Regions from separate parts of the Rattus norvegicus genome. Here region 2 is linked to region 1. Evidence: chromatin contacts called from public Hi-C data. All regions are on one chromosome and are shown on one strand. The core of a region is the stretch at or near the end of the contact, and the rest is flanking DNA. Distances in the headings are between cores, read along the strand shown. Region 1 overlaps LOC120098148 (a long non-coding RNA gene). Region 2 holds the start of Dmxl1 (Dmx-like 1).

The links. Hi-C and Micro-C count contacts between places; a contact is called where the count stands out from the background.
Region 2: a Hi-C map of kidney shows a contact between it and region 1, with 2.0 times the contacts expected there. The contact joins the promoter of Dmxl1 here to the enhancer-like site in region 1. A contact is called at or near these places in 3 of 12 Hi-C or Micro-C datasets (Schwann cells and kidney).

The regions. Positions count from the first base shown.
Region 1 is chr18:45,101,686-45,107,625 of GRCr8, forward strand. It overlaps LOC120098148 (a long non-coding RNA gene), which reads left to right. Exons shown (of 2, transcript XR_005496167.2): 2 at 2,026-4,859. Among named protein-coding and RNA genes, the nearest start is that of Dtwd2, 16 kb to the left of the region's middle. Within about 2 kb of position 4,251, at least 2 of the 93 cell types and tissues checked have an H3K27ac peak or open chromatin away from gene starts, as enhancers often do. A contact at or near this core is called in kidney, where this site is marked.
Region 2 is chr18:45,177,952-45,184,053 of GRCr8, forward strand. It overlaps Dmxl1 (Dmx-like 1), which reads left to right and starts at 1,937. Exons shown (of 43, transcript NM_001107388.2): 1 at 1,937-2,113. The coding sequence starts at 2,027.

The DNA of each region.
Region 1 (5,940 bases), core at 3,001-5,500:
TGTCAGAGGGAGCCAAGATTAGAATTTCTGTTTCCTGAGTTGCTATTTCTTCACTAATCCATTAAACATTCACCGATGATTCAGCTGGAGATATTTTGACCATTGTTCTAGTAGTAACTACATAAATGCTTGAACCAAAATTCATACAGAAAATATGCTTGGCATAAATCTCTTAATGAGGGGCTGGGATGTAGTTTGGTTGGTAAAATGCTCACCAAGCATGAACAAAGCCCACGTCCTAGTTAGAATTCTATTGCCGTGATAAAACATCATGACCAAAAGCAACTTGAGGAGGGAAAGGTTTATTTGCCTTACAGATCTCTATTAAGGCCCATCATTTAGGGAAGCCAAGACAGGACCACGATGCTGGAGGCAAGAACTGAAGCAGTGGTGGGGTGCTGCTTATTGGCTTACTCCCCCCGGCTTGCTCAGCCTGCTTTCTGATACAACCCAGGACCACCTACCCAGGAGTGGCACTGCCTAAAATGAGCTGGGCTTTCTTATATCACCTATTAATCAAGAACATGCACTTCCCCCCAAAAAAGAGAAGAAAAGAAAAAGAAAATGTCCTCCCTATAGGCAAACTTATTGAGGCATTTTTTAAATTGGTTTCCTCTTTCCAGATAACATGATAAAAATAAATAAATGAATAAATAACCAAGACACCCCTATATCACATAAACTGGGTTTGGTGGTACACATCAACTTCCCAGCACTTGGGATATGAATGCAATAGCATTAGAAGTTCATGGCTGTCCTCCACTACATAGCAAGGACAGTGCCAGATTGGGATGTTTGAGACCCTTTTCCCAAAAAGCAACAATGAAAATATTCTCTTAGAAGCAATTATAATTCAATTTATTACCACATTTACTTTATTTTTCAAGTTTCAAAAAAAGATAATTGTAATACTGTACAAGCTAAAAGCTCCTTCACAAAAGGAAGTTTAAAAGTCACAAAATTGCTAAAGCAGATGTGGCTATTAAAAAGAAAGAGGAAGTTTAAAAGAAAACAAAGTATTCAAATCACAGTAGACTGTCAGGTGTTGGAATGTATGACTGCACACATTGTAACAGTCACGCATGGGAGATTTTAGATTTTTCAGTACAAAGTCCCCCGTTCATGAACGTATGTTGGATGATTTTTTTTAATCTTTATTAACTCATTTCAATTGTTATTCCCTTTCCTGGTTTCTATTTTATTTACTTGAGATGTGATATGAGCGCCAGTTAAGGAAAGGCCAGCAAATAGGAGGCTGAAAATGTTTCTTCTCTTTTCTAAAATATCTTGGCTTTAAAAAATTACTTTTTCTTATATTCAAGTAACTTTTGAACAAAAGTTCCAGAACTGGAACAGTTTATAGAACTTGGCAACAGAGCAGCAGAGAGAAATTAATTCTGCCTTAAGTACAATGGTGTGGTCTCAGTTGAGAAGTTACATAGCCATTGAAATCAGTCTAATATTTCTTACATTTTTTTCTTGATTGGTTTTAAGAAATAGTCTATTTAGACCAGTGTAGTCTAAACACACTGTATAGTTCAGACTGGCTTTGATCAGAAGGCAATGATCCTTTTAACCCTTAAGTGATGTAATTACAGGTATGAGTGACCATGTCTAAAGAGCTTGCATTTTTATTGTTTTAGGTTGTGTGTGTGTGTGTGTGTGTGTGTGTGTGTGTGTGTGTGTGTGTGTCTTGCACACACGTACATGTGCATTTGATGTGGCTCTAAGAACCAAATTGGGTTCTTCTACATACTAGGCAAGATGTAGCATTGAACTGTGAAATGGAAACTAACGGGTTCTTTGGAAAGTCAGTTGGATGATGTTTTGCTGGGGCAAATACATAAAGGTACATGCTGTTAAAATGGACACAGATGAAAGACTAAGGCATATTCAAGAAAGAACATTTCACTGAAGCAGACACAGGAAAGAGGATGTTCTGCTAAAGCAAATGCATGAAAGGTCACATGATGAAGGATTCTTTGCTAACAATATCCATGTATTCACCCACCTTACTTTTCATAGTTGAGTCACATTTGTTTGGATTCCAAGGACTCAGGCTGATTGGATGCACATGCTGAGGCAAGACCCATGCAGAGGCAAGGCACATGGAGGACCGTGATGTTGGAGAGTATAAATAGGATGGAGTGATGGAGACAGAGCTTGGCTTGCTGGTACAGCTAGCTGTGCAACACTTGTGTGTCTCGCATCTTCACTCATCTTCACTTAATCTGAGAGGCATAGCCAAGAACTTCTCCTGGTGTCCCTCTGGGTCCCTCCTGCTGACTCCAGCCCAGGCTGAGGCCTAGCTGTCTCTGCTAGGTTCTGCCACTGCTGTTGCTATCTCGACTCTACTGAACTGGACTGCTGGTGTACCTATGAAAAGTGTATCCGTGAAGTGTTGGCGAGTGGATCCAGCTGCTGCTGGCTAACCTGTGAACTACACTGCTGATTTCCAGACACCACAGATGGGAGTTGCTCAAAAAAAAAACCTTTCTAAACAGGTCCACTTCCCCCATATCCTTTCTTTTCCACTACCTCTGGTGGGTGATGGGCTACAAGGGAGGTTAAAGCATTTTCAAAAAAGGTTTGTGTATTAGTCAGGGTTCTCTAGAGTCACAGAACTTATGGATAGTCTCTATATAGTGTGAGAAGTTGTTATGGTGACTTACAGTCTGTAGGCCAACTCCACAACAATGGTCAGTTGTGAGTGGGAAGTCCAAGGACCTAGTAGTTGCTCAGTCCCACAAGGCTAGTAGATTCTAACAAGTAGTGCTGGCAAGTAGATGTGAGTGGTGAAGAAGAGCGAATCTTCCTCCTTCCAATGTCCTTATGTAGAGCTCCAGCAGAAGGTGTGGCCCAGATTAAAGGTGTATGCCACCAAGCCTGGATCTGGGACTTGTTTTGTCCCAGGTTGACCTTAAACTCAAAGATCCCCTTGCCTTAGTCTCTTGGGATTCATAGCCACTTTGCCTCAAGATCTCCATGCCAAGATCCAGGTCAAAATCTTGTATCTCCCAGCCTCAAGACCTGGACCCCAGGTGAGCCTTCCAGTTCTGGACTGTAGTTCATTCAAGATATAGTCAAGTTGACAACCATTACAGTTTGGAAAAATTAAAATTATCCCTAGCCCTTGAAAAACCATTTCTATTCTCAAAACACATGCAGTGGCCAGTATCTAATACCAAAGCAAGGCAATAGTCAAAGACTAAAGAGACTCATATACTTCAATACATGTAATTAGCCAAACCAAAAGTATTCCAAGACAATAATACATGGCACAGAAGATGATTGGTATATACAATCCAGAATAATCTATAACTCTCTGCCCCCAAACTAGAAAATCCACTTTAGTTACATGTGTCTATTTGGCTTGTTAAAGTCTATAAGATTAAAGAATAATATTTAGTGTATTGTGAATGCTAACCTTCTAACTAGATAAGATCTAGGTTTTATGTTTTGGTTCCCATGCTACATTTCCACCTGAAAAGTAAGATAATCTCAGTAGTCTGATACCCTCCTCTAAATAACTTGTGAACTCTACCTCTCTCTAGCCCCATTCCTGCTCAAGTCTTCTGAGGGTGCAACCCAACCACACAGAGCTGGGCCTTACGTGGGGTATCCACTCTCTGCTCTTCACTGCTCTACATGGCCAAGTGGGTAGACCTAGAGCTGGAAGGGTAAATGGCTGGAGCTGGAAGTCGGTCACAAACTACAACACTGTTTCTTGTCACTTGTGCAAAATTTGTTTTTGGCTTAGTCCTTCCCACTAGAGAAAGCTCAACCATGGATGCGTTAGTGACCACAGTTATTTCAGAGGCTGGCCTCCACAAGTGAGAAAGCAGAGTTCCTGACCGCACTAAGTTCATTCATAGAAACCAGATAGAACTAGAGTCATTTATTTGACAATCTAGGTTGCGTCTTTTACATTTTAACTCTGTTTCCTTTTGTTTTCTTCACATTGACAATTTCACACATGTACACAACAAAATATGGTCATATGAACTCTCTTTACCCATCCAATTCCTCCCACACATCATGTGTTTCTCCCAACATCGTGTATTTTTTCTTATAATCCACTTTGTCCAGTTAACGTTGTCCTTACATGCACGGGTGTGCAGCCATCCCCTTGACTACGAGAACCCTAGCAGTTGTCATATCACTAATTAAAAATGATCTTCCCTCCCCCTGCTACTACCCACTGCCAGTAACGTCTGCTCTTTAATCATTCACCAACACCAGCAGCAAAGTCTGCACTTTAATCCATGTAAATCTCACAACTCAGGCAGCAATTAGAGAGCTGCCCTTGGATAAGTGAAGCAGCTCGGCAAGCAGAGATGCAGGGTGTCTCCTGCAGCTTACCTGGAAGTTCAGTTGTTCAGATGCTAAAGTCAAACAGGTAAACTCTCCCAGGATGCCTTCAGGAGTCTCACACAAATCTCAGTCACAGCTAGCAATTCGATGGAGATGTCTCCAACTGGTGGGACCAGAGTACCTCAGAGACCAAGGAAGGAACTACTGCAAATCTAATTGATTGCATTCATTGCGTGAACTCAAGCGCCTAGGCAGCTTCGTATATAATAAACAGTGTGAACATAGGCAGCTTCATGTATAATAAACAGTGCTTGCTACGCTTCACCCAAAAGGGGCGCTCAACGAAAATCCCTATCTAGACAAATACAAGAGAGCCAAGAACGTTCCCATTCCAAGAGTTACATCTTTGAACAACTTGTGATGTCGTTTTTGTTCATAAAATAAAGTGTGTAGAAAGTCACACTGTTGGTACTTGGGGAGTAACTTCCCCATGCATTATAAACTTTAAAATATAAATTAAAATTTAAAATATAATTCACGCTTTATTCTTGCCTCATTGTGGATGCGTTGAAATGAAGATCTCATCACACTCTCTAAGCTCATGGCTCAAGTGATCCCACTGCCTGTGTCCCCTGAGTTTAGTTCATGCTTTTAAAAGACTTCCTTATATCCAATGTAGAAACTTTTTCAGTATTATATTTCCCTTTTATGTCTATAGTAGGCTTAGGGCAATGACTTGTATTTTTCCTCATCCCTTAGAACTGCTAAGAAATGTTTGGTTATATTTTTCAACTCATATTAAATTTATCAATCTGAAAATACTATTTTTATTTTTTAACCTATATAACTAAATGAAAGGAAACATTCATCCTTTTTGCCTGAGATCCGACCAGGCTTCATGTTCCTTTGTTCCCACATTTGATCGTGTGGTGGATCAAGTGACACTTTGCTAACGTGCATGATTCATAAAAGCCACGTAAGGACAAAGCACTCACCCTACCGACACTGGTATTTATCTTTCCCTCACCCCTTTCCTTCCTTTCTTCTCTTCCCTCATCTAACTGTGCACCTACAACCTAGCTCACAAACAAAGCTACCGTCAATAACATAGATCTCTTGCTATAAAAGCACAGAGACAACAACTGTGAAAATAGCAAGAAGTATGAGGAAGTCACTTTTTCTTACTGGACATGCACCGCGTTCCGCTTTCCAAATATAGCTTATGATTCTGTTATTGTACCACTGTGCTTTGCACTTGCACACCGGTGGCTGTTAGAAGAGCATTATTAGCAGTTGGGAGTCTGAGGGGGAGGTGAGTGGCAGTGTGCTGTACCCTGGGTTTCCTCAGGTTCGTATCCTGAGACAGGCATCTTAGTACACGTGCAGATTGAAGTTGTTGGAGTTAACACTCTACCCTGCTGGATAATTCTGGAAGGTGGCTAGGATTTGTCACTGAGTAATTCTCCCTGGAGGTAGCACTGTCCCTGGGGGATGAGAGACAGAAGTATGTCACGGAGGAGGAGAAAACAAGGCCCTTTGCTTTTGATTAGAATTATTAGTATTCATATGAACTCGGTTTTTTAAGTGTTTGTAATGCACTGAAATATTCACACCAACATGCAGTTC
Region 2 (6,102 bases), core at 687-3,186, 74 kb after region 1:
TAGTATTTGTCACCAAAATATTAGTTTTAAGATTCTTGATTTATTTAATTTTGAGACAGGAGCTCTCTCTGTAGCTCATGCTGTTCTATTAACACTCACAGTTAAGCCTATATTATTATTTTTTTTTATTATTATTAAACCCCACCTGCGCTTCATAAACTGGATAGTCCTGAAATTCTTTTCTGCACCCAAGCTCCAAATTCCGGTTTGGCCTGAATTGAAGTTTCTAATCTATGCAAGCTCCTTAGGAGCCTTGTCCCCGCCAGCGGGGACCCAGTTATTCAGGGTCCCGAAGAGGCTTTCTACCTGTGGGCCAAAATGGGGGTGAAGAGAAGAAGGAGACCAAGCAAAAGTTCTGTTGTCAAGGTCTCGTTTATTGGGGTGAATGTTACAGCTTTTAAGGCTTTCAGGTAGGGGGAGTGTCCTTTGTGAAACACAGAGGAGGGGGAGGTGCGGATACAGGCAGTGATAGCTGGAGGCAAAGAGGTCAGGCAGTGGAGACACTGTGTGTTGATTCAGGAGGTAACAGGTATCTGCTAAGGGAGCTGAGGCATCCCTTGAATGTTATCTTCCTGTGCCGTAAATTCATGGGAGAGGCTTTCATTCAACAATCCTAAGACTTATGGCAGTCATCTTAGGGGTGAATATCTGTGGCCAAACAGCCCAAAGTCACCTAGCCACTTTGAGCCATGCAGTCAAAAGCGGCTAGGCCCAAATCCAATACGGCTCCGTGCAGAGCCTGAGGGTATCAGCACCAAGCTGTCTCTGATGCCTCTCGCCTCTGACAGTACTACTCCAACAAAGTTCATGGTAATATTCATCTAGTTGAAACTTTCTTGAACACTTTGCACTACGCTTGTGCCACACATTTGAGACAGAGAGGAATAGAACCGCCTGTCCCTAAAAGGGGAAGCCATTCGAACAGACTTTTGTTAGTAACAATACGAAATTAGTGTCAAAATATAATGAGAACTGGATCTCACTACTGGTGCCTGACAATTCATTTTGAAATTCTTGGGTTCTTTTTCCAAAACAAAGTAGGATTGGCGGGTCATCATTATCGGCATTATTTTAAAATCTACTTTGTCCTTATTAAAATAGATCATTTATATTACTGAGGAGCCTAAACCTTTCTAAATTATCTTGTTTAGTGAGTTGGAAATGCGCAGAAATAACCGCGACAAGGCTAAAAGTGTTTTCCACGATCACATTTGCAGATTCCCTCCGGGCCCGAAAGGGGGGGGGAGTGGTGCATCTTGGGACTTGTAGTTATACCAGGAATAAGGGACCTGCAACTCCTCCTTGCTAAACTTTCTGTGCTAAGAGTTAGGTTGATCCCTTACCAAAAGCACAGCTTGGTTACTTTTAGGTAACCCTTCACTCTGTTTATGCTAGACTCAAACTGAGTCTGGGCTCCTCCACACGCCTCAAAGAGATTGGCTTCTCTTCAGGAAGGGGCGGAGCTCTAGGTACGTTCGGGTCTCGGGATTGGCTAACTCTCGACTAGAAAAGGCGTTGCTGCCCTATGTACTGCCACCCATTCTGGAGCCTTGAAGAAAGTCTCGCGATATTTTGGCGCAAGGGCCAGAGCCGCGTAGCGAGCGGTGGCAGCTGCTGAGGGCGGCGGGACCGCGGCTGGGCTGAGGTCGGTCTGGTGAGGGGCAGCGCGAGCTGCCGCGCCTCTCAGGCTGTGCGTCCCGACGACCGGGCTCGGGAATAGCGTGTGGACAGCTCGGTCCCCGAGGGCCGCGCCCGGAACGGATAGGTGAGCGGACACCGAGCTTCACCTGAATTGCGGTGACAGGTGCAGAGCAGTGCGGCGCCGCACTCGCTACCCGGCCCGCCCCCCTCAGGCCTCGGCCGTCCGGCTCGGGATGCGCCGCGGGCCCGGACCCAGCGTCTGCGGCTTCGGGAGCCTGGCACCGCCGCGGAGGAGCGGCCGCCGCCCCTAGGGGAAGGCGCTGGGAAACGGCTGAGCACGGGCATGAGCTGGCCGCGGCGTGTGCTGCGGGACTAGGACGCCGCCATGAACCTGCACCAGGTGCTGACCGGCGCGGTGAACCCCGGCGACCACTGCTTCTCGGTGGGCAGCGTCGGCGAGCAGCGCTTTACGGTGAGGACGGGAGAGGCCGCACGGCCTCCGCTCCAGTTAGCGTGTTTTCGGGCTTAAAAAAACGTCTGACTCCTTCGGGCCAAAGTAGTTCCTCCAAAATGTTAGAAGAATCACGAATTGGGGGGTCGGGGAGAGGGTGTTGATTTTTCCCGTTGCATGGGCCTGTAATGTGGGATTAATTTAGATTTGCTTCATTCCCCCCCACCCCAGGTCAAGGTTCTAAGGTCAAGTCTTTGTAGTTAAAAGAGTGGGTGTCTTAAAACAGTTACTGATTATTAAGCTAGATTAATAATATTAAATGACAATATAATGAAAACAACACCGTTCTATTTATTTTTCTTAAAGTTCACCTATGAATAACTTTGCAAAGAAAATATTCTCCATTCATCCCTAAGTTCCCGTGAGTTACATAGGCAACGGCCTTGAAATCCTTGAAAAGTTTTGAGGGTGTTCGAGGAAATTCCTGATGGTTGCACTGTTGTATCTTCCAGCGTATCTCCTGTTTGCTAAGGGCAGGTTAAGATTTAGCCAATGTGACTTGGTTTTCTTTTCTATTCTATTTCCAGCTGTTAGGGCAAAGATAGTCTCACATTTCTGGCTTTAAGGGTTTAATGACATTTTTTATCTTAGTTTAGCTTTTCTAATAATTTCAAGTCACAAGTCAATAGTGGACTTCAGACCTCTAGTCTAAACATATTTATTAGTGTTGATGACTTTAGCTACAATTTTTTTATTAAACGTAAAATTTAATTTTGTACAACTAAAGCGCAAACAGCTTAATATGCTCCAGGCTTAGAGATCTTAATTTCTCTGGTGTGTGTGTGTGTGTGTGTGTGTGTGTGTGTGTGTAAAAGAGAGACAGACTCAGACTTTTGTTAGAATAAGTAATACCCAGCATTTAACATGCTTTAGGCATTTAATGCTTAAACTGTATTTGAAGAGTTATGCTAGCCTGTGACTTCCCAATGGAGTGGCACATGACTCTAGCAGTTGTCAAGATTCTAATTCTTGATGTTTGCTTAGTCTAAAGTTCTCAGGGGAAGTGAGGGGAGGAGATATCGGTCTTAGCATTTGTCACCCCACAGCTGGACATTGCTGTCTCTCCTTAAGGAAGGAAGTACAGCCAGCAAGTCTCCATTGGATGTCTTCCTGGTGAGAGCTTATAGGAAAATGATGTTTTCTGCCATCCCCTAAGCTTAATGAGAGCTTTCTCCAAGACAAATGCTATGAACTTTTTAAAAGGGCATTCTGAATGTACATAGGGCAGTGTGGATACTTCAAAGCATTATAAATTGACAGCCCATTTATAAATCCACATGCATTAATCTATAAAACCTTGGCAAATTGCTTTCATGCTAGTTTTCAGAAGCCTTTAAAGGTTAAATAGTAACCATATACTAGCATGTAACTTTTTGCCCATTTCTGTTTTTAGTCAGTTTTTCCTAAAGCAAGTAATGATGATCTTCCTGTAAGCCCATTGCAGATTGCTTCCAGATAAGCATATAATCAAAGAAGTTACATTTATCCACAGCTTAGATACCTAAACACATCTAACTATATTAGTTTGGTATAAAGATCTCAGATCCCTTTAATTTTGGCAGCAGTTTAAAGATTATAGTTAGGTTTTTCCCTCTAGCAGCCAGCCGGAGTTCCATTTCAGCAAGTTTCTTGCCCCTACTTTCCCGAATAAATGGGTGCATCTTATATTTCTTTGTCTTGAAATTACCCATTTTCTCCTTCATGTTTATGAACAGTCTATTGTTTCTCCTTTGAAATCTGTTTTTAATCTCCCTTGTGTGAGTGTCAATGAAGGCATTGAGGATCAAATCATAGATCTCTGGCATTTTAGTCAAGCATTTCACCAAGCTCCACCCTCCCATAGCTTTTTATTTTATTTTTATTTGAAGAGCAAAATTAATGATACATAATGTATGAAGAATAAAAAATAAAAATCTTTCAGTTGCAGCTATACTTGAAGTATGGACTTGAGATTTTGCAGCCTTGTAGGATTCTTTCATCCTTTGTGGTGCTTCATGGTTTCTCTGAAGATGAGCCTGTGTTTGCAGTTCTTCCTTTTACACAGATGCAAATAGTACAACACTTGTTTTGGAGGATTTCAAAGAACAGGACTTTGGTTCCCGCTTACAGTTCTGACAGACTTCAAATTGAATTTGAATGACAATTTTCATGTTTTAACAATTACTAATATAGGTTAGTATATCAAAACATTCTTTTTTTTTTTTTTTTCTTATTACCTCAAGTTCCATCACACTAGTTTGGATTTGCCTTTAGAAAGCTTCTAGTGGTCAATGACCATGTAATTCCTGCTTTCGGAGTGCGTTTAGTTCATTATTAAGCAGTGTGGCCTTGCTTGATGGTGGCTTCATTGTGAGTGCCTAGACGGTTACTGAGGCAGTGGTGATACTACTTAGTAGTTGAGTCAGAACCTGGTTTGGTTTCAAGCATGGTTCTTTATCACTAGGTTGCTTTGTTGTTTGTTTGCTTGCTTTTGTTTTCCTTTCTTTTTTAAATTTTACTTTTGTTTTTGTTCTAAGGATCAAGCCAGTGGGCCTTGCTTACACATGCTTACATGTTATGGAAGCTTTCTATTACTGAATATCCTCAATACTGTTTTCACTTTTTTTTTTGAGGCAAGGCCTTGCCATACTGCCCAGGACTCCTGACACACAGCCTCACTCATCCACCCACCGTCTATTTGTTGACTAGTTGGGGCACAGGTCATTAGTTTTTTTGTTTTGTTTTGTTTTGTTTTTAAGCAAGTTCTCCTCTAACTTCTAAAATTTTTTTAATAATTTTTTAGTGGAATTCTGTTTGGTGTTTGTTATATGAAATGCCAACTCTTACGATTCAATTAAGGTTATAATTAATTGTATATTATTCATGTTACTTTGTATTAGGAAGTACTTTATAAATAGTGCCTGATTTCATGAGTGGGTTCAGAAGCTTATTGCAGTGCAGTTAATAATTGCTTTATTAGTTTAGATTTGAGTCTCAATATAATATTTCTACTAAACATTTTTGAATTTTTATCATCCATTTGTTAAACATTTTAATATCAACATAAAGTGAGGAATTAAAGGAAACACTGGGTACATTGTTGAGCCAGAATTCTTTTCCTTGGTTACAGTCATGCTTCCCTCATTCTTCTTGTGATACTGTATGAGTGTTCTAATCTTGATCTATTAATAGCTTTTGTTTTTTTGGAGGGAGAAAATGCTGTTTACAAGCACAGTGATTTAAAAAGAGACACCATTAATTAGAATCTAGATGTCCTAATATTTTCTGTAGCATGCTGACAAAAAAAATAATACATTTCCTTTTCTGATTCATCCATACTTAATGCTGACAATGTGTTTTAGGAAGGAATTTAGTTTAAGTTTTTAAAATTTTGTTTCATATTATTTGTTTGTATATGTGGCACATGTATGGTAGCCTAAGGACAGTTTGTGGGAGATTGTTCTCTTTGTCCACTGATGATTGAACTTAAGAGTTCTGGGGCTTGAACTTAGGTCATCAGGTTTGGTAGCAGATACCTTTACTCTATGAGCGATCTTACTGATTCAATGAGGTTAATTTTTAAAAGACAGAAAGGTTGTGCTAATATTTAGGATTTTCTTACTCTGTGGAGGGAAAGCAAATATTTTATAACTTCAGGCTTTCTTTAATAACAGACAAACACTGTGCAAAGGGGATCCAGATTATAAATTGATAACTGCAACTATGGTTCTAAGGGGATTTTGATAGGGAGACTAAATAAGTGTTTTCTTTCCCCAACTTTCTGTGATAGTAACTCATTCCTTGTTTCATTTTAGAGATGCGTTATCAGTGGCAGTATGATTGCTGTATTGGGAAGATAGAAACGTTTTATGAATGGTGTGTGTGTTTGTGTAGGGTCATATTAATGTTTGTAGGTGGGGGGTTTATGGAAGGGGAAAGTTTGCTTTGTACCTATCTGAAGGAAGAGAGAG